Regions from separate parts of the Rattus norvegicus genome. Here region 1 is linked to region 2. A link is a contact called in public Hi-C data. All regions are on one chromosome and are shown on one strand. The core of a region is the stretch at or near the end of the contact, and the rest is flanking DNA. Distances in the headings are between cores, read along the strand shown.

Region 1 (4,214 bases), core at 1,189-3,688, 150 kb before region 2:
GGAGCCAGCCCGGAGGAGTCCTGGGGACAAAAACGGGAGGGATAGTGAACATTAACAGAATTGAAACACATAAAAAAACTCGAGTCTGTGATAATGCTTGGAAAACAAGACATGACGAAACCAGGCTTCTCTGTGGCATTTAAAGGTGTGAGGCGGCCTGTTATGGTTCTGACTGTGGATTAAGGAGAAACAAGGAAGTCTGGCCTCCATCCCCACTCCCTTGAGATCCTGTACTTTAGGGCAAGTCTCCCGTACAGGCTTGGGGTTAATTAGTGATGCAGGGGTAAAAGGCCATGGATTGGTAGCACCCAGTGAAATCAAAGAGGGAGGCGACAACCCTGAATAGACCTGAAGCCATGAGGTGCCAGTGGGGCTTTATAGTGGAAGATAGTGTGACCGTCCTGGAACCCGCAGGTCCATCAACAGACAGTGCTGGAACCCGCAGGTCCATCAACAGACAGTCCTGGAACCCGCAGGTCCATCAACAGACAGTGCTGGAACCCGCAGGCCCACGTCCACGTTGTTAAACACGAGCTAGTCACGCACAGAAATAGCAGCACCTATGTAGTGTTCCTACCCACTGTCCTGTTTCCTAACAAAGCTGAACTCAATGTCATGAACATCCATGTCTAATACAGTGGAGCTCGACTTATCTACAGCACACACATCCCAAGTGACTCCACCACCACCATACAGGCATTGTCTGTGGACTATATGAAGTACCAATCAGTCATATATGCTGACTTTCTTCTGTATATACATGTGATAACTTCAAATGTTTAAATTAAAGAAAGTGATTAGATATTCAGGAACAGCTAATAGCGAATGGGGAGCAGTTGACAGTAATACACCATAACAAAACTTATGTAATTGTGTCCGCCTTGCAAGTGTTCCGTAGGCTGTTCTCTCTCTTCTCCTGTAACGTTCTTCTTTCCTCTTCTGTAGATGAAACCCAAGGCCTCATGTACAGTAGACCACAGTAGATGGTCATCGAGCCACTTATAACTCATTTCTTTTTTTCCTTCACACTCCCAGAAATAGAAGCTTCATTGTTCTCACACATCTTACCGACCACTGTGCACCTAAAAAAAAAAAATAAGTTGAAAGTTTAACTCTTTCACCAGAAGGATGCATGTGTGGATTCTCTTCTGCATTTCAAATCTTTAGGTTCCATAACCTTGCGTTTTGGGCCATTACCAAATTATAAAGTAAAAGATACTGGAACATGAACCATAAGTCAATCAATATGGGCCCAGACTGCCGGGCCAATGGCACATTTGTGACTTGCCCCTAGGGGACTGAGCAGAGCATCAGAAACCTTTATCACGCTAGTCACGGTATCATGCAAATTAAAACATACAAATTATTCGTGTCTGGATTTCCCATGTAATATTTTCACACTTTGGTTAGCAGTAGACAACTGTTCCTGGTAAGAGGGATCCACCATAGTCATTTATAGGAAAAACAGGGGGCAGGAGATCATGTTTAATATTATAAGACTTAAGGTAGTCTGTGCCCAAATATAGAAGTTCTACAAACAACTGGATTCATCACACCCACAAGTAAATGTTCCAGAAGAAGGTAGAGAAGGGACTAAGCCAGATCTAAGGAGATTTATTAACTAGCTTCAGATGCTAGCCCTCTTTGGAACTTAAGTCATACAGACTAGCTGTATAATATCCTTCTTTTAAAACACTAGGAGAAAACGGAATACAGTCTTTGTGTTATTAAGGGATACTTGATAATTTCTGAGTGTTGATGGTACTGAGATGACCCTTACCAGTTCTTGTCTACTAGTCATACTTACAAATGAGTTCAAAGGGTGTCTGAGTTTTCCTTTAAAAATAGTCCACTAAGAGGCCCAAGACACATTTGTAGACACATGAAATTGTCAACGAATAAACAAGAGATAAAGGGAAAGAACACATTCTATTAAAGGCAAAGAGGTCCGCATGAGGCCGTAGGTAAGATCAGAGTGATTGAATGTGGTCCTAGTGTTTGGTGAGGAGGTCATGAATTTCTTTATGGCTCTGCTCTACCCTCGTGCTTATGAGAATTGCACATGATAGAAACAATTGCCTTCGCTGTCTGAGAGGCAGAATCCCAGTCAGAGGCCTGGCTTTAACTGGAGAGACTCTCTGCCCGTTCTCACTTTCCTCCTCTCTTTTCACACCTTTTCCATGTCTTCCGAAGTCGAAGTCGTTGCTGAGCCCCGTTTGTCCCTATTGCCCCTGCTTCAGAGGAAGAAGACAAAGCCTAAAGGTCAGGTTTCCGCCCACCGTGGAACCACTGTGAAGAAAGTGCTTGACTCTCTCTTTCGGAAACTGTGGTGACTCAGAGAGGTTTCCTTGTCTGCTGGTGGTCGGGAAGGGTGGGGAGGGGCCCTCCGCACAGGGCTTGACTTCCTTCTGCTGTGCTCCGCTCCTGATCCTGCTGGTTCCACCTCTCCGTACAGTGCCCCAGGCGGGGAACCAGGTTTTCACACAGACACACGCACACGCACACGCGCCTGCCAGATGCCGAAGACCAAGCCGTGTAGCCACCTTCCCACTTGCCCACAATTGGAGCTCATATTCCTTATTTCACACACAGTGGTTTTACCCACTTACCTGTCTTTTACTTTGTTCGTGGGTAAACTTTGAACAACAAATAAGGGCCAAGCAAGTGGGACAGCCTCTGTGTTTCTTGGGAGTGGGTATAGGTGTCCCTTTTAACACAGAGTTGTGAAGACCCAGTCTGAGGGAAGCTGCTATGACACGGAAACGCGTTGCAGCCCTGCCTCACATTCATACAATAATAAAACCCTGCAAACCAAAAGTAACATTCATTTATACTTTAATAAGGCCTGAGGGGAAATAGGTGATTTCAGTTCCCTATTGTGCTTAAAAACACTTTTTTTTAATTTATTTATTTTATGTACAGCATTCTGCCTGCATATGTGATTGCAGGCCAGAAGAGGGCACCAGATCTCATTACAGATGGTTGTGAGCCACCGTGTGGTTGCTGGGATTTGAACTCATGACCTCTGGAAGAGCAGTCAGTGCTCTTAACCATTGAGCCATCTCTCCAGATCTTAAAAACACTTTTTTAAGACCATTCTGATGGTGGTGGTGGTGGTGGTGGAGGTCATAGTGATGGTGGTGGTGGTGATGATGATGATGAGATAAACTTCTACAAATGTAAAAACAAAACACACAAAGTCCCCAACTTCCCCTAGGCTGGGATTTTCTTTGCTTCCTGACAAAATTATTTTGCCTTTTGTAAAAACCCGGGGCGCCCGAGGGCACGTACAGATCTTGCTGTCACCTGTCATGTGTCACACACTAGGTGTCAGGAGCAGCAGTCATCCGAGTAGCTGCCTTGCCGGGCCCTTGCTTCGGGCTGTGTAAGATCCCTGCCTTCTGCTCCACGAGATTTACTGAGAAGCAGAAAGCACCCGAAGCTCCCAGCAAGATCTGTGCCCTACAGATGTCTGACCGAGTGTGTGGATTCCGCACGGATGTTCCTAACATTGTCGTGTCCTTTGGAAATCAAGGCTCTGAATACAGTCAGAATGAGTGAGAAAGTTTTATTCACATTCAGGGACCAGTGAGAAAATATATATATATAAATGGAGGGATAAATATCACTGCTGAGCATGGAGTCTTACAGCACACCAGATGCAGTTAAGCCTTGTAACGACATAATCACCAGTAGCCCTCCCAGTAATCTCATTTTATAGCTGGGCCGTCCAGTGACTCGCACAAGGCTTTACAGTTAGGAAGGGGCAGAGCTGGGCTCTGAGAGCCCTTCCTCTGACGCCAGAGCCTTCGCTTTCTGTCCCCCACGTAGTTTCAGTGTCAACAGAAGGTAACGGACATGGAGTAATCCAGCCGGTGCTCATTCGGTCTCTCACCGCCTCTGTTCTGTGTGGAGCTCTTTGTTTCCTCATGTTTATAGCTATCCGGAGGTGCATGCAGGGAAGAAGGGACAGATGGTGCACACGCGGCAGGCAGTTCTGCAGAACCGGTGTTAGAACACCGAGTGTCGGCTAACTCACCGTCTAGGGCGAAAGCTGCACGGCCTGGCTCCCACACAAGGCAGTTAAAGGCCGTCAGAATGGATGTTCACTGCAGCTGTGAGGAAGAAAGTACCTCAGACTGGAAATGTAACCAAACGGCAAAGAAAGGCCACTTAACCATAAATACCAAAACAAGATCTCTCTTCACTCCATG
Region 2 (4,353 bases), core at 200-2,699:
ACCCTTCTCTTGCTTCTGCCTTCTAAGGAGGCTGGTTTAGAGACATGTGCACCCCACCTCACCCCTTCATTTAATCTTTACATTACAAACTGACTTATCTCTCTAATGCAAACATCTGATTACTACATGAGTGTTCTCTGCTTAGAATCTTTCAATGGCTCCTACTGCCACCCCATCATACAGTACCTATTGTTCTTGGGCCCCAGTGAAACACCCCAGTCTCACTCCTCTGTCGTCTCTCTATCTGCATTTATAAGTCAGTCATGTCCTTCCCACAGCTGTTTACCCTGTGGGCTTTTTCATGCCCTTGGTATGGAGAGCTCTGCTTTATCGGCCCCCCTCAGCTTGTCGTAGGAAATACCAAATGCACATGACATCTTGGGACCCTTCCCATGGCCTGCTGTGTGTTCCACTGTAGGGAGCCGTATTGGATTTGGGCCTAGCCGCTTTTTGACTGCATGGCTCAAAGTGGCTAGGTGACTCTGGGCTGTTTGGCCACAGATATTCACCCCTAAGATGACTGCCATAAGTCTTAAGATTGTTGGACAGAGGACTCTCCCATGAATTTACGGCACAGGAAGGTAACATTCAAGGGATGCCTCAGCTCGAGCAGATACCAGTTATCTCCTCAGTCAACACCCAGTGTCTCCACCACCAGACCTCATCGCCTACCGCCTGACCTCTTTGCCTCCAGCTATCACTGCCTATACCCTCATCTCCCCCTCCTCTGTGTTTCACAAAGGACACTCCCCCTACCTGAAAGCCTTAAAAGCTGTAACGTTCACCCCAATAAACGAGACCTTGACAACAGAACTTTTGCTTGGTCTCCTTCTTCTCTTCACCCCCATTTGGCCCACAGGTAGAAAGCCTCTTCGGGACCCTGAATAACTGGGTCCCCGCTGGCGGGGACATTCCACGACAGCTTGCATTTGTCTATATGGTTCCTGTATATTCCAATAACATGTCTTCTAACCTGTCTCTCCTGGTTTCTAGGATGAAAGGAGAAGCCTGTACTTCTAGGAGGCATGGCTGGAGGCCTGGGTTAGCACTCAGCGTCCAGCATCAGAAAGCCTGGGTTTGACTCTTCTTGGCTTCGTTGTTCTTTCCTAGTGACCCTGGACCAGTTATTTAACTCCCCTGAGCGTCTGTTTCCCCATCTGTCAGTAGGAACCTCCTATTAACAAGGTAATGGGATTTATGATGAGTGTCAAACAAGGTGACTTATGTAAAGTACTTAGCAGTGTGCCTGGTACAGGGTCGTTGCCAATGAGCATTTGCAGACCGGTGACAAGATAAAGTATGTCAAACAGAACTGAATCTCTCCCACTATTCTGGAGTGCTGCACTATGCCCTAAAACACTCACCCGGATAGAGGACTGTCAAGGCCAATCTTTTCTATGTGACCGAGAAGGAAGAGTGTAGCTGTCTGCTGACCTCCCAGAACCCTTACCAACTGTGATGCTGCTCAGGTCTGCCACTACAGATTGAGCCTCTCAGCTGTGCCAGCAATTAACCAATACTTACTAAGCATAAAGGCGGTCCTGAGAATGTAGCAAGGGACCCGCTTCCTGCCACAAATGCTTCAGTCTTGTCCAATTAGGCAGTGTACAAACAGCAAATACACTAGCCTTCAAAGGAGAACTTTACGTTAAGACTGGGAGGATGGGTGGCATTTAGACAAGTGGAGTAGGAAGAAAGATCACCCAGATAATGGGGAGGGAAGTGAAGTGAGGCTTTCAAACAATCGATAGTGAGGGTGGTGGGCGGGCACATCGGCGGGCAGGATCTTGAAAGAAGAAAGTTTTGGATATCTTCCTTTTTTTAAAAAAAAAAAAAAGCGAACTACCTTAGAATGTTTTGTCACAGAAGCGTAGAACCAGGAAGGAATTTTAAATCCCCTTGTTTGAAGAAACTGGAGCTCAGATTTTGACCAAAGTCACCTCATTAGTTGACAGGAGATATGACACCAAGGATTCTATTGCCTTGGGCTGTAAATTTTCTTTGCCTGTACTAAAGCATCCCTTTAAGAGTTTAGACAATTCTGCCTCTTAAAGAGACACTGAGGTAACAGCGTGGGAAAGCCTCAGTTTTATTATGGGTGGAGAAGAGAGCGAATAATGGGTGTGGAGAACAGGAACTGAGAAGGGAGGAGTTTGCTGGGAGGAAAGTCCTAGCCTCTTCTAACATCCTCTTCCTTCTGTAGAGAGCGTAAGCCACATGTTCACTCTGAAGGGTGAATGACCCAAAGTCATTCTTAGGAAGACTAGGAAGACTTTGTGTGGTCACAAGAACTAGTTCTCTCCAATCCCATCTGCTATAACCTTGAGAAAAACTCCCCAGCCAAGGGAACCACCCAGAGCATTCTAAAGGGATGCCTCTTAAGATATTTGAGGACAGGTGCCACACCACAACCCTCCTCTCATTCCTGTTATTTAGGCTAAACATAGTTCATTCTTTCTGTGGCTTACGCCCGGCTCACCCTCGTTGTCCTGCTCTGGATGAGCGGCCATCTGTCCACGTCTATTTCAAAGCCCCATGAATGGGTACAGACGAGACCAGTTGTGCAGGAAGCTTGGGACAGTCCCCTCCAACTCACTCTCCCCCACGACTCTCGAGAAGTTTCTATTAATGGAGTCTGAGCCACAGGGCCTCTTCGGTAGCTTCTAAGCAAGCGCTTACAACAGACACTGAGCTGCACAGACGTTTGCATGGAGGAGGGATACACCCAGTCGTCCACCTCCAGCTCCAGTTATACTGGAGAAGGACAGACAGACAGAGCAGTTGTTGCCATATTCCAAGCTAGCTCTTCACACACACTCATGAAGATACCTCCGTTCTCGAAGATCTGAAACCACGGAGTCGCTTCTGCATATCCTATTTCTTTCGTACTTATACTATTTTGTTGCTTTTATTTTTTTTTTTTATCAAATCCATTTTTTACTGCTTAAAACGCTCTTGAGCCCATCCCTTCCGAGTCCCTCCTGTTCCCAAACTCGCTACCATCTGAGAAGTTGCTCACCTTGACGCCTCCCTTTGGCTGACTGCTCCACAGGGTGGACACAGAACTCGTCACCGGCCTTGGGGCTGGGCTAGGGATGTAATCAGTGTTCTGATTGTGTCGCTCCTTCTCAGGAGAGAGAAGGAACTTTCACTGCTATCTTCGTGACATTCTATTCCTGCTGGCCCTGCTGCCTGTCCCTTCTCCATTGTTTGTGTCACATCCTGAACCTTTAGAACTATGTTTCTGACAGTTAAGATGACTGTAAGAGTCTTCTTTTCCCTGATATGTTGTTGTCTTTTTTTTTTTTTAAAGATAGGGTCTCCTATTGCCTAGGCTGCCTTAAACTCACTGAGTGACAACCTTAGGACTGCTTTTCTGCCTCTGTTTCCCTAATTCTGTGAACAGGCAGGCTCCATGCCCAGTTTAGAGGATCTGGGAATCAAACCCAGGGGCTGTGAACATGTAGGTAAGTCTACTCTGCCAACAGAGCTATATCCACAGCTCCCTAGGACAGACTTCTGTGTTTTCGAAAGGATCCTGTCTGCCTCTAATCCATTCCATGCAGAGCCTGACTGGTCCCTTTAAAAACAATGTTCATTTTCAGAAACTCTTCTTTCTAAAAGTCTCTAGATATCAAAGCGCTCATTTCCTCAGGAATGATCAACTCAACTTACTCAAAGCTGATCTTCCTACTTGATTCAAGGCATTCTTCTCTTCTCTACTTATGAGAAGAGTCATTAGAACCCTCTCCCTGAGCCCTTACCACCAGCTTCCTGAGGCTAGCTTGGGAAGATCTTTAGCCTGCAAAATTACTGGCAAAAGTTGGGCTTTGATGGTTCTCTCTCTCTCTCTCTCTCTCTCTCTCTCTCTCTCTCTCTCTCTCTCAGTGTTCTTGTGTAGTGTACTTTTTTTTTTTTTGTTTGAAAGGTCAAGATTTTATTGTCTTTATAACAAAATCAGCTTAGAACTGGATCACTTGGCCCTTTCTCTTCTTGTCACCTCCCAGTTCAAAATGCTTGCATCTCTTAACAGCCAGCATCCTCTGAGATCTGCAGTTGGGCTCAACGCACTCCAGTCTCAGCACAATCTTCTTTGCAGTTTTAGACTTTTTGGAGAAAATGGGCTTAGTCTGCCCACCCAACTCACTGTTTCTTGCCACTTTCCCTGGGCATACAGAGAATCTTTGCCCTTCTTGTACTGTGTCACCTTGTGGGGTTGATGCTTCCCACATTGCTTGCAGAATGTCCGGCGGGTCTTTGGAACGTTCGCCATGTTTGCAGGAGCGCTGCCAGCTCAGGAAGGAGTGTACCGCTTCTTGTTGCTCTCTCTATGCAGGGATGGTCTGCGAGTTC

The links. Hi-C and Micro-C count contacts between places; a contact is called where the count stands out from the background.
Region 1: a Hi-C map of liver shows a contact between it and region 2, with 3 times the contacts expected there. The contact joins the enhancer-like site here to the promoter of Rpl36a-ps18 in region 2. A contact is called at or near these places in 4 of 12 Hi-C or Micro-C datasets (kidney, liver and prefrontal cortex).

The regions. Positions count from the first base shown.
Region 1 is chr7:31,736,670-31,740,883 of GRCr8, reverse strand. All of the region lies in intron 3 of LOC134479863 (death domain-containing protein CRADD-like), which reads left to right. Among named protein-coding and RNA genes, the nearest start is that of Cradd, 100 kb to the left of the region's middle. Within about 2 kb of position 2,438, at least 5 of the 93 cell types and tissues checked have an H3K27ac peak or open chromatin away from gene starts, as enhancers often do. A contact at or near this core is called in liver, where this site is marked.
Region 2 is chr7:31,585,571-31,589,923 of GRCr8, reverse strand. Rpl36a-ps18 (ribosomal protein L36A, pseudogene 18) reads right to left here and starts at 1,449. Exons shown (of 3, transcript XR_010053686.1): 1 at 1-1,449. It also overlaps the pseudogene LOC134479862.